Linked DNA regions of Zea mays: region 2 is linked to region 1. The links are chromatin contacts, called in public Hi-C maps. All regions are on one chromosome and are shown on one strand. The core of a region is the stretch at or near the end of the contact, and the rest is flanking DNA. Distances in the headings are between cores, read along the strand shown. Region 1 holds the start of LOC100274336. Region 2 holds the start of LOC100191918.

The links. A called contact is a pair of places that touch in the nucleus more often than the background predicts.
Region 2: a Hi-C map of leaf shows a contact between it and region 1, with 5 times the contacts expected there. The contact joins the promoter of LOC100191918 here to the promoter of LOC100274336 in region 1. A contact is called at or near these places in 2 of 25 Hi-C or Micro-C datasets (leaf and leaf mesophyll).

The regions. Positions count from the first base shown.
Region 1 is chr3:195,957,049-195,962,179 of Zm-B73-REFERENCE-NAM-5.0, forward strand. It overlaps LOC100274336, which reads right to left and starts at 3,393. Exons shown (of 10, transcript NM_001148697.1): 1 at 3,166-3,393; 2 at 1,025-1,286; 3 at 652-858; 4 at 1-221. The coding sequence starts at 3,260.
Region 2 is chr3:196,108,875-196,114,553 of Zm-B73-REFERENCE-NAM-5.0, forward strand. It overlaps LOC100191918, which reads left to right and starts at 2,059. Exons shown (of 4, transcript NM_001137342.1): 1 at 2,059-2,228; 2 at 2,536-2,605; 3 at 2,693-4,009; 4 at 4,088-4,760. The coding sequence starts at 2,170. The coding sequence ends at 4,585. It overlaps LOC100282807, which reads right to left. Exons shown (of 12, transcript NM_001367093.1): 11 at 5,465-5,530; 12 at 4,932-5,300. The coding sequence ends at 5,214.

The sequences.
Region 1 (5,131 bases), core at 2,143-4,642:
ACTGAAATGTTTACATACTTCTTTACATCAGGATACAGCTTTGCCAAGTCCGCATTCACAAAATCGTGCAACTCTGCAGCAAATTCTACCCCAGTTGGGCCACCACCAATAACAACAAAATGAAGGTTCTTCTTTCGCTCTTCCTCAGAAAGATTTGGAAGGGCAGCTCTTTCAAAACATTTCATGACACTCTTCCTGATCTTTTGAGCATCCTCTACTTCCTACAATAGTGACACTCTTTTAAAAGACACTCAATTATACAATAATTAAAAAACGTCACATCATTACATATTACATCAAAAGCAGCAGAAAGCAACAGGCCATGGATAGACACAGTAAACCAAATTAATATCTTTGCTCTAAAACAATTTCACTAACTTCAGCTAAGTTTGTAGAAAAAAGCATGTAGATGTTTGATAGCGCATTTACTTGAGCTTGTAGATGTTAATATATTTTTTTCCTAAAAACTTGATCAAAGTTAGAAGTTTTACGTAGGATAAAGCTAAAGTGACATATAATTAAAATGTAAAAAGTAGGATCCAAGCTAAATTTGGCATCTATACAAAAAAATATATATAAAGAACCTGCAAAACCTTTGTTCATCAATTCAATTAGGGACTTCATTGCTTCACTGTGCCTTACAGTACTTACCTTTAGGAAATGGCAATTCTCAGTAACACCAGGTGTGTTGAAAGTATTAGGTCTAGCCCCAATACTGACAATCAGGTAATCATAATCCACAACAAATTCACCGTTTCCATTAATGTTTGTCCCAACATCTGATCTGCAATGGACTTTTTTGTTTCTTGGATCAATCTTGATGCATTCAGCCTCCCAAAATCGAAATGAACCATTTCTCTACAGAATGTTACACACAAATCAACTGCAGAACTAGCATTTTATGACATATATCAATTGTGAAGTCCATGATATATCCTATGTACTGACACAAAACTATAAAACAAAAAATATGATCAGCTCATAGTCATAAGTACTACAAATTTGGAGCATATTCAGCTCATACCTTTCTCACAATATTGCGAATTGGCTCCACAATACTACGTGCTTCAACTGTGCCACATGTCACACTTGGCAACAAAGGAGTGAAGGTGAAGTAATTGCGAGGTGATACCACATGGACATCATACAAAGATGTGTCGATATTTCTCAAGAAACTTGCACCTGCCCATCCTGTACCAAGGATAACCACCTTCTTCTTGTTTCCAGTCCCATCACAAATTTGAAGAACTCGATTGTCTTGACAAGCGTAAGTTAAGGTGCTAGCTCTACAAAAACAGTTAAAAGTGTGCCTGTTAGATTGCCAAAATATTTAAAACTTAAGCTTCCTTGACACCTTTTCCAGATATATTCACAAATTGATAACCACTTCTGAGATTTGTAGGAATTCAAGATTCATGATAAAAAGTGTTTTAGTACAAGGGCTAAAGATTATTTTTCCTTTCTGTATGCAACCAAGGAAACAATTCCAAACTGCTAAAACAACGTTACCTACATTTTAGTGATCATCAAACAGCGTGGTGAACAGCTACACGTGCTGCTGCAGAATTTGAAACACATTCCGGGTAGAGGAAATAAAAAATGGAAGAATTTCATTTTCTGCTATATCATTAACTAGATGAGAAATAATAAAAAAACATATACACATATAGCATATTGCATATTCTCATGACACATTAATTGTAACAAACTCGAATACCTAGATCACCTACTGCCTGCTCCCTAAATCCCAGATTCAAAACGTACCAAGTTAAATCATCAATAAAACAACAAGGATAGAACTGTGAAATAAGGAAGGACGTTCTGATGTAAATTGCATGTGTTGGGCATGACATATGTTTCAGAAATATCCAAGTAATATGCTGGATCATATATATGAAACCACAAAAGTCTTGTATGTGATCCCATATAAACACTCATAAATGATAAATACAAAACAAAGCACATCTTTTAACATGGTTTTTATACTGACTTTGATAAGGAATATGGTGTGGTTTAACAAACCAAGCAAAAACAATGAACCACTGTAGAAAAAATACGATTAAGGAACATATTTACAAAATTAGAACATCAATGTAAGCAATTTAAAAATCCATGTGATCGACCAAACAAAAAAAATAGATGCTTAACAATGCCCCTGACCTAAAACTGAAGTATTATGTGAAAACATTTGTCAATAAAAGGTGACAACTGTAAGAATTCAGGAAGTATTACATTCACACGGTGGTAGAATGAACCAAAGCATAACTACTGCTCATAATTGGAATCGCATCTACCGGTATAAGAAAAAAAATGGAAAATTTTAGCTTCTATCATCTCATTTAATCCAAGCACATAGGTCCATATGTAGCGTTGCAATACATGGACAATATAATCAATTTAAATACCTAGAAAACCCACTCTAAATTTGGCATGCACCAGGTACCCGGCTAATTCAACCACGAAACAAGATGAAGCGTGCAATAAGGAAGCATGATATGATTGGCATTTTAAATTTATAATAAATAAGGAAGCATGATATGATTTGCATTTCTAAATATATAAATAAGGAAGCGTGATATGATTCGCAATTTTAAATTTATATATATGGCTCATCTCCCAGAAATATTCGAGTAAATTGCAAGATTGCCAATTTAAGATCACAAAATCCTTGTTTCTGACCCAATAAACAACCGACATATCAGCAGGAGAACGATTAGATCCATTTACTAGTTTATCAGACAATCGAGCACATTTACACATCAACGCAGACGCAGTGTGGTTTAACAAACGAAACTTGAGGAAACGAAATAACGGATAGGGATCTACGATGGCGTAACCGAACTGTGGTGTTACAGCCTTACAGGCCATCATGTATTGATGGAATTATATTCGTAAAAGAAAAAATATATCCAAGCAATTTAAAATTCAACCGATCGGCCGAATAACTTATGAAAAAAAAACCTCCATAACGCCATTGCTCCGAGCCTGGAAGGAAAAGCTCTACATGAATTCAGGAAGCTGTAGTGACAGAATGCACCAAAGCACACGGCCCAACGCAGCACGACGGCGGCGCGGTTGACGGAGGTCAAACGACAAGAAACGGGGGACGAAAATCACGTGGTAAAAAAAACAAATGCGTGGGGGAGGCGAGGCCGCTAGACGCACCCGACGGCGAATAAGACGAGCCTCTTCTTCCATCGCGGCGTGCGGCGCACCGCCTCGGCGGCTCGATGCACAAGCGACATGCCGTTGCTCGCCATCGCTCGCTGGCAACAGCCGGGACTACCTCGGCCGCTTCGACGTGGGAATGGGATGCGCGCGGGGCAATCGTAGAACAAGGATGGGGAGGAGCGGCTTGCTCGCTTCCCAAACACTCGGCGGCGGACGGGGGCGAGGGCGAGGGCGAGGGGAGGGGCCTGCTCGCCTTCCGGAGCGAGCCTAATATAGGAGTACGCAGCACGAAGGCTTTCCCTGCCTCGTCGTGCCTATGCCTACTTTTCATACCAATCATCAATTGAACGCGAAATATTACGGAGTGAATCACGGATACAGCCAGTTACCAAATCCATAGACATGCACGACCGAACCCCGGCACGTACAGCATCTGACGTCGCAGGGATTGTCGGCCCCAGAACGTGGACGGCTGTGATATTCACGGGAGAGAAGGGGTAGGCGCCGATCGTTGGCTTGTGAACCAAGAAAGAAAGAAGTAAACAACATAGGACTATAGGAGAGAGGTGCGGAGAACCGGAAAGCCGGAGATCCGGGTGCTGTCAGAAGAGGGAGATTGCGGCGGCGCAGCTGTACTGTACGGCCGTTAAGATTTTCCTTTCCTCATGGTTTCCAGTCTTGGAAAACATGCAAGGTCTTGTTATGCAGCATTTTCTTTTTGATATTAGGTCATATGTAATCCTGAAACTATAATGCAGTTTTTAAAGTAAAAGACACAACTAATATATATATATATATATATATATATATATATATATATATATTATCTTACTTCCTTCGGTCTTTAAATACTTGATGTTTTAGACATAATCTCATATACCAAGGAGTTATTAAATACGATTGTTCTTTCCTATAATACCCCTAATAAATACTCTAGGGTACATAGCAAACACAAGCAGGTGTTGGCCAAGATGGCAGCAATTTGACCGCAAGCCATTCAAATAGCCAGCTCGTGAGATTCGAATCTCCTGGCTGTACGTCCTATAATGCATGCATAGACGTCCCTTGTGACTTGCGTGTGGGAAAATAAAGAGTAGTAATTAGCAGCTATGCATGGGAGAATATGTAGACCACCTAGATCATGGGAGAAAATGAGCTTCAAATGCTTCAACATCAAATATTTGCATCCAAAGTGAAAACTGTTTAAACATCAAGTATTTGAAGACTAGAGGGAGTATTCGATAAAAGTTCTCTAAGACATATGACTCATTTATATGGGTTCCTTTGTTCTTTTTTATTTCTCACATTTTAGCTCAAAAATGAACTGGCAAATAATAAATATTCGAGAACGGAGTTAGTACTAGTGAAGTTGTGCCTTGGGATTAGAAGACCGAGCTAGAGGTGTGTCTTCGTGAAGACATGGTGTTTTTTTATGTTAGCCCTTTAAACACATCTCAAGACAGTACAGTGCATTAGGCCCTGTTTGGAAGCGGAGTTTTTTAAGGTTTTTGAGAAATACCGTGGTATTAGCTAATACTAGAGTATTCTGGACCAAAATCTGTTTAGGAGATCATTAGAAAACAGAGTTTCTAATACCATAGTTTAGCCAAAACTGTGGTATTTTTACAGTATTTGACACACAGGTCTGGACCCAAGTTTTTCTTCACGCGCACGCTGGCGCGCAATTTTCCCTCCACCTGACCCGTCTCGCGCCTTCTGTTTTCTCTCTGTCCTCTCAGAACCCGCCGCTAGCCCATTTCTCCATCACAGACGCTCCATTTCTCCATAGCCGCCGCCTCCCCAGGGTTCCTCGGACCTGCGCCGCCCCCAGGATTTATCGTCGTGAGCCGCCACCTCCCTCGCCTGCCACCGTCGTCTCCCTGTCGCGGTAGCCACCGTCTCCCCCAGCTCCCTCGGATCCCCGCGGCCGCACCGTCCCCAGGATCTCTCGCCGTGAGCC
Region 2 (5,679 bases), core at 809-3,308, 150 kb after region 1:
TAACCAAGTGTTTGTGGCATTAAGTTCAAGTTTTACAGGATCACCTATTCACCCCCCCTCTAGGTGCTCTCAGGTATTCGTGCCATGTTTGGGAATTGGGAGAACACCTTCTTAGAAGGAGAAGATGCTACATAAAACCAAGATCACGACACACCTAGGGAGTGTAGGACCACGTTCACGGGATGGGACACCACGACCTACAACAATTGTATTGGACCCCCGATTCTAGCAATGAAAGACAAGGTTCATCTTCACTCCTTCCGTATGTGAATTATCCGGTCGGTGAAGTGACTCGGCAACCGATGATGTGGGTGTACCAATAGGAGGAGCCTGAGTACTACCAAATGTTGGTGGACTCGTGGAGTACACTTCTACGTGGACTGGGCAGACTTGGGCGAAGAACAAGTTACAGTTGATGCGTGAGCAATGTATTATGTTGCTCTCATCGGAGGAGTATAATATGACATATGATCAGTAGAATGCACAAATGTGGGAATGATCTTCATCGGAGGTTGTATTGTATCTTCGGTAGTATTTGTGAAGTATGAAACTGTGGCATGCAATGTATATGAACCATGCAACTGTATCATGTAATGCATTTTGAACCGCTAAATGTTGTTATTGTACTTGTGATAACATTTAGGCCCTTTTTAAAAATTTTGTGACCTAAATGTGCTCTATTTGCCAAAAAAAGGTTTGGTTTCTCATGCATTGCTACTGGTTTATCAAAATGATGACCAATTAATCAGTCGTATCGGCCGATAAACCGTTCCCGAACCGATGAAAATCAAAAGCTGGTTTGGATTTGTATTTGGTCCTTTTCTACCGGTTTATCCCGATTAATCACGATAAAGTCTTGTTTGATCATTCCTATATCATATGGATTTGATGAGATTGAAAAAAAATAGTAGAGATTTTGACTTGCTATGGATTAAACCCATCCAATCCCCTTCAATTTAGGCCTTGTTCATTTATTTCTATCCCATGTGGATTAGATGAGATTGAAAAAATGATGAAAGATTTTAACTTGTTTGAGATTTAAACTCACTCAATCCACATACATTGACCAAGACAAACAAGCCCCTACATGAATTGGAGAGAAAACGAACGTGACTGGGCTTGTTCTGTTCTATCCCAATCCATATGGATTGAGAGGGATTGAGGGGGTTTCAATCCCTAGTAAGGCCTTGTTCGGTTAATCCCATTAACAATGGATTGGACGGGATTGGAAAAACTTGTGAAGAAATTTGACTTGCTTGGGATTTAAACCCACCCAATCCCACTTAATCCACATGGATTGGGAGCTAACCGAACAAGCCCTAAGTAAAAATCTCTTCCAATCCGTATCAATCCTCTCCAATCCATATGGATTGAAAATAACCGAACAAGCCCTAAACTGGTTATCGGTGCTGATCGGTTTTTGGCCGCCGTAGAACCCTGCTTCAGACTCGATTACAGAGTGTATTTCCGCAGGTGCGCGCGTAAACGGATAGATCTACTACAGTATTAGTAGCTGATGGTCGAACAGACAACCCCCTGAGAAGTGGATCTTGCTGGCCAGGTGGTGCAAGGGCCGACAGCGACCACTAACCAGGCAGTGTTCCTGCGAGATGCATGCATGGCCATCCATCACCTCTCCCGGTCTCCGTCGATCGCCTGTCAAAATGACCACGGGGACGCCTGCTGCTACCGAGGACCGATGAGCGTCTGACTAGTGGGGCAGGAGCCGAATAAAACACAGGGTCCAGCACTGGCAGGCCGGTCCGGACGCATCAACAAGTGGGAGGAGGCCCCAGCTGTCAGTTAGCTGCTCCCATGAATAAATATTTCTGGTGGCACTGGATGGACACAGCCTAAAATTTCACCGAACGATAGCAGTGCCCGCTCCCAGCTCCCTTGGACCCGGGCCTAGCTTTGACTGGCCGCGTGCTCTCTCGCCATTGTCTGCATGAGCACATCGAATTCCTTCCATCTCTGATCTCTCCCACTCCCACGTCCCACCCATAAATACTTGGCCACCATCTTTCCTGGCCTTCCATTTCCCAAAAAAAACGCAAGCATAGATCAGTGGATACCACTCCATCATCCTGCTTGGCCCCGGCCGGCTGGTAGATCGTCGTTCCGGAGTCGTCGACTGGAATAACGAACTGGCGCAGCAGGAGGCCAATAATGGCCACCATGAAGCTGGGTTCCAAGCCGGAGATTTTCGTCCTCCAAGACCTCACATGGTTATCTCGATTTCTTTCGCTTGTGTGTTGATGATTCACGATACGTTCTGCCTTCTTTCAAATTACTGGGATACTATGTAATATATTAAGCCGGATTTCTACGAGAAATATGCCGGTCTCTTTGGCACAGTAAACCCTAAATTATTGTAATAGCATGTCTGTCCTTCTTGCCATTCGGTCCAAAAGCGAATTTTACTGCAGATGTCACAGTACTCCTTTGAAAAATAGTTTTTTTTCTCTCCAATCCAAAGGAGTCCTTGGTGTTCCAAAATTTCACACTTTCACCTTGATCTCATTATCTTCCCAGGAGATGCACGACCGAGCTCGAGAGTGATGTAGTTGTCGAAGTCGGAGAGATGTCCTTTTACCTCCACAAGGTTAGTGCCGCATTGTTCTCGAGTGCTGATCTCGGCTTGCTCCGAATCTGAAGTGAACCGCCGCGCCTCTCTTGGGTACGCGCGCAGTTCCCGCTGCTGAGCCGGAGCGGCGTGCTGCAGCGGATGATCAGCGAGTACCAGGCTCCGGCGGATGGCGGCGGCATGTGCACGCTGCAGCTGGACGACATCCCCGGAGGCGCCAAGGCCTTCGAGCTGGCGGCCAAGTTCTGCTACGACGTCAAGATCGAGCTCAACGCGCTCAACGTGGTGTGCCTCCGCTGCGCCGCCGAGTACCTGCGCATGACGGACGACTACGCCGAGGGCAACCTCATCACGCAGGCCGAGTGCTTCCTCGTCGACGTGCTCGCCAACTGGAAGGACTCCATCAAGGCGCTCGAGACCTGCGAGGGCGTGCTCCCCACTGCCGAGGACCTGCACCTCGTCTCGCGCTGCATCACGGCGCTGGCCTCCAAGGCCTGCGGCTCCGACGCTGCCGCGCCAGTGGTCAGGAACGCCAGCGTCGACAAGGACGCGCTCTGGAACGGCATCCGGTCGGGCGACACGACGTCCTCCGCCGCCGCGGCGGCGGCGGCGGCCGGGATGGACTGGTGGTACGAGGACGTGTCCTTCCTCAGCCTGCCCATGTTCAAGCGCCTCATCCAGGCGATGGAGGCCAAGGGCATGCGCGACGAGAGCATCGCCGGCGCCATCATGTTCTACGCCGGGCGGTTCCTCCCGGGGCTGAAGCGCAACACCAGCTTCAGCAACGCGCTGGCCAGCTACGGCGCCGACGGCAGCGGCGGCGCCGGCGGTGGCATGAGCAGCCGCAACATCACCCCGCGCGCCGCCAGCGTGTCCGCTCCGTCGGAGGGCGACCAGAGGTACTTCCTGGAGGAGATCGTGGCGCTGCTGCCGACCAAGAAGGGCGTGGCCTCCACCAAGTTCCTGCTGGGAATGCTGCGCACGGCGATGCTCCTCCACGCCAGCCCACTGTGCCGGGAGAATCTGGAGCGGCGGATCGGCGCGCAGCTGGAGGACGCGTCGCTGGACGACCTGCTCGTGCCCAACCTCGGCTACCACGTCGAGACGCTCTATGACATCGACTGCGTGCAGCGGATCCTGGACTACTTCATGTCGTCCACGGACGGGATCGGGACCGGGTACACGTCGCCGGCGCTGGCAGAGGAGGGTGGCGGCAGCCTCGGGATACCCCAAGGCGCGACGCCGTCGTCGTCGCTGTCGCCGATCACCATGGTGGCCAAGCTCATGGACGGTTTCCTCGCGGAGGTGGCGCCGGACACCAACCTGAAGCTGCCCAAGTTCCAGGCGCTCGCGGCCGTGGTGCCCGACTACGCGCGCCCCGTCGACGACGGCATCTACCGCGCCATCGATATATACCTCAAGGTACACATCGCGAACCGTGGGCATTCACGTTTCCCTTCGTGATCTTGTCGCCATGCCATGCACCTGTATGTATTGCAGTCGCACCCGTGGCTGTCAGAATCGGAGAGGGAGCAGCTGTGCCGGCTGCTGAACTGCCAGAAGCTGTCGCTGGAGGCGTGCACGCACGCGGCGCAGAACGAGCGGCTGCCGCTTCGGGTGGTGGTGCAGGTGCTCTTCTTCGAGCAGCTCCGCCTGCGAACGTCCATAGCCGGGTGGTTCTTCGTGTCAGACAACGCGGCAGGGGGCGACGGCGCGCGCCCACACGCCGGCGGCGCCATCGTCCCCAAGGGCACCGCGGCCATCGCAGGCTGCCCGCAAGCAGACGCCGACAGTGACGTAGAGGGCGACGCACCCGATGGGAAGGAGACCATCACCGACGTGAAAGCGCGGGTGTCGGACCTGGAGAAGGAGTGCAAGAGCATGAAGCAGGAGATCCGGCGGCTCGGGAAGCCCCGGCGGTCCTGGAGCCTCCTCACAAGGAAGTGCGGTTTTGGGGCCAAGGTGCAACAAGCGCAGACTGCCATGAGCGGCAAATAGATTATTTTCCCACTTCATTTGTTTATTAGGCAGGAGCCTCGATTGCATTCCCTAAGGAGTCTTATCATCTATTTGCTACAGTAACAGTTCCTAATCTAGCCCTAGCTCCTAGTGTTATGCAATAATTACGTGCGGATGGTTTGCACGGGATGATAATAAACGTAACTTCAGCTTCAGCACAGCCATCAATATCTTCTCATGTTTCTGCTGTTACTAGAATTTCTGTTGCCTAACACCATATCTGAACCAAACCTTGATAGAAAGAGATAGTAAGCAAAGACAGAAAAAAAAAGATGACCTGAATATCCACTTCAGCAAGAATCTGACAAAGTTCAAGACCAAGTGGTTTCAGGCCGTGCAAAGAATCACTCGAGATCCAAAGAACAACAACAATTGTCTCGCGAGTTAAGAGTACAAATCATGTAGGAAATGTATAAAAAAAACTAGTTACCTATAAGCACATCTGAACCTAGGTAAGAGATCAAGCTCCGGTGGTAGGTGGTATACATTGCATGAAGGCAAGAAGGCTATAAGCTAGTATAAGTAATCTCAGAGACGAACAGCATATGTACATAACGTAGTTACCCATTGTCACACCGTGTCTCTTCCAGTCGCCTAGGTCGCTCTATCAAAAGGCATTCCTCATAGCACCACGGGCCGCCTCTCGCTTCATCTCTGCAGCTTTTCCACTTCCACGGAAGTACATGTATACTTGCTGAAACAAGTTCAGAACAATAATATCTCAAAACAGCTCTCTTCTAGAATAATTGAAACTTAAAGAGAGATTATGATGCATGAGACAGAAACACCATGTTGCTAATGAATATCCCTACACATCAGAATTCTAGGGACAGCAAAAGGTAAAAACATGATACCCACCTGAATGACAACGATGCTGAGCAGTGATTCAAGGCAGAACATTCCAAATCCAATGAAGTAAAATATCTGGCAAACAAAAATGTGGAAAGATAGTGTAAATGAGTGAGCAGTTACCAGGAAATATGTGAATTCACTTATTCAAGAATAACCCAATATATTCGATCAACCAACCGAAAAAAAACATAGCATCAGGTACTGCCAGGCCTAGACTGGTG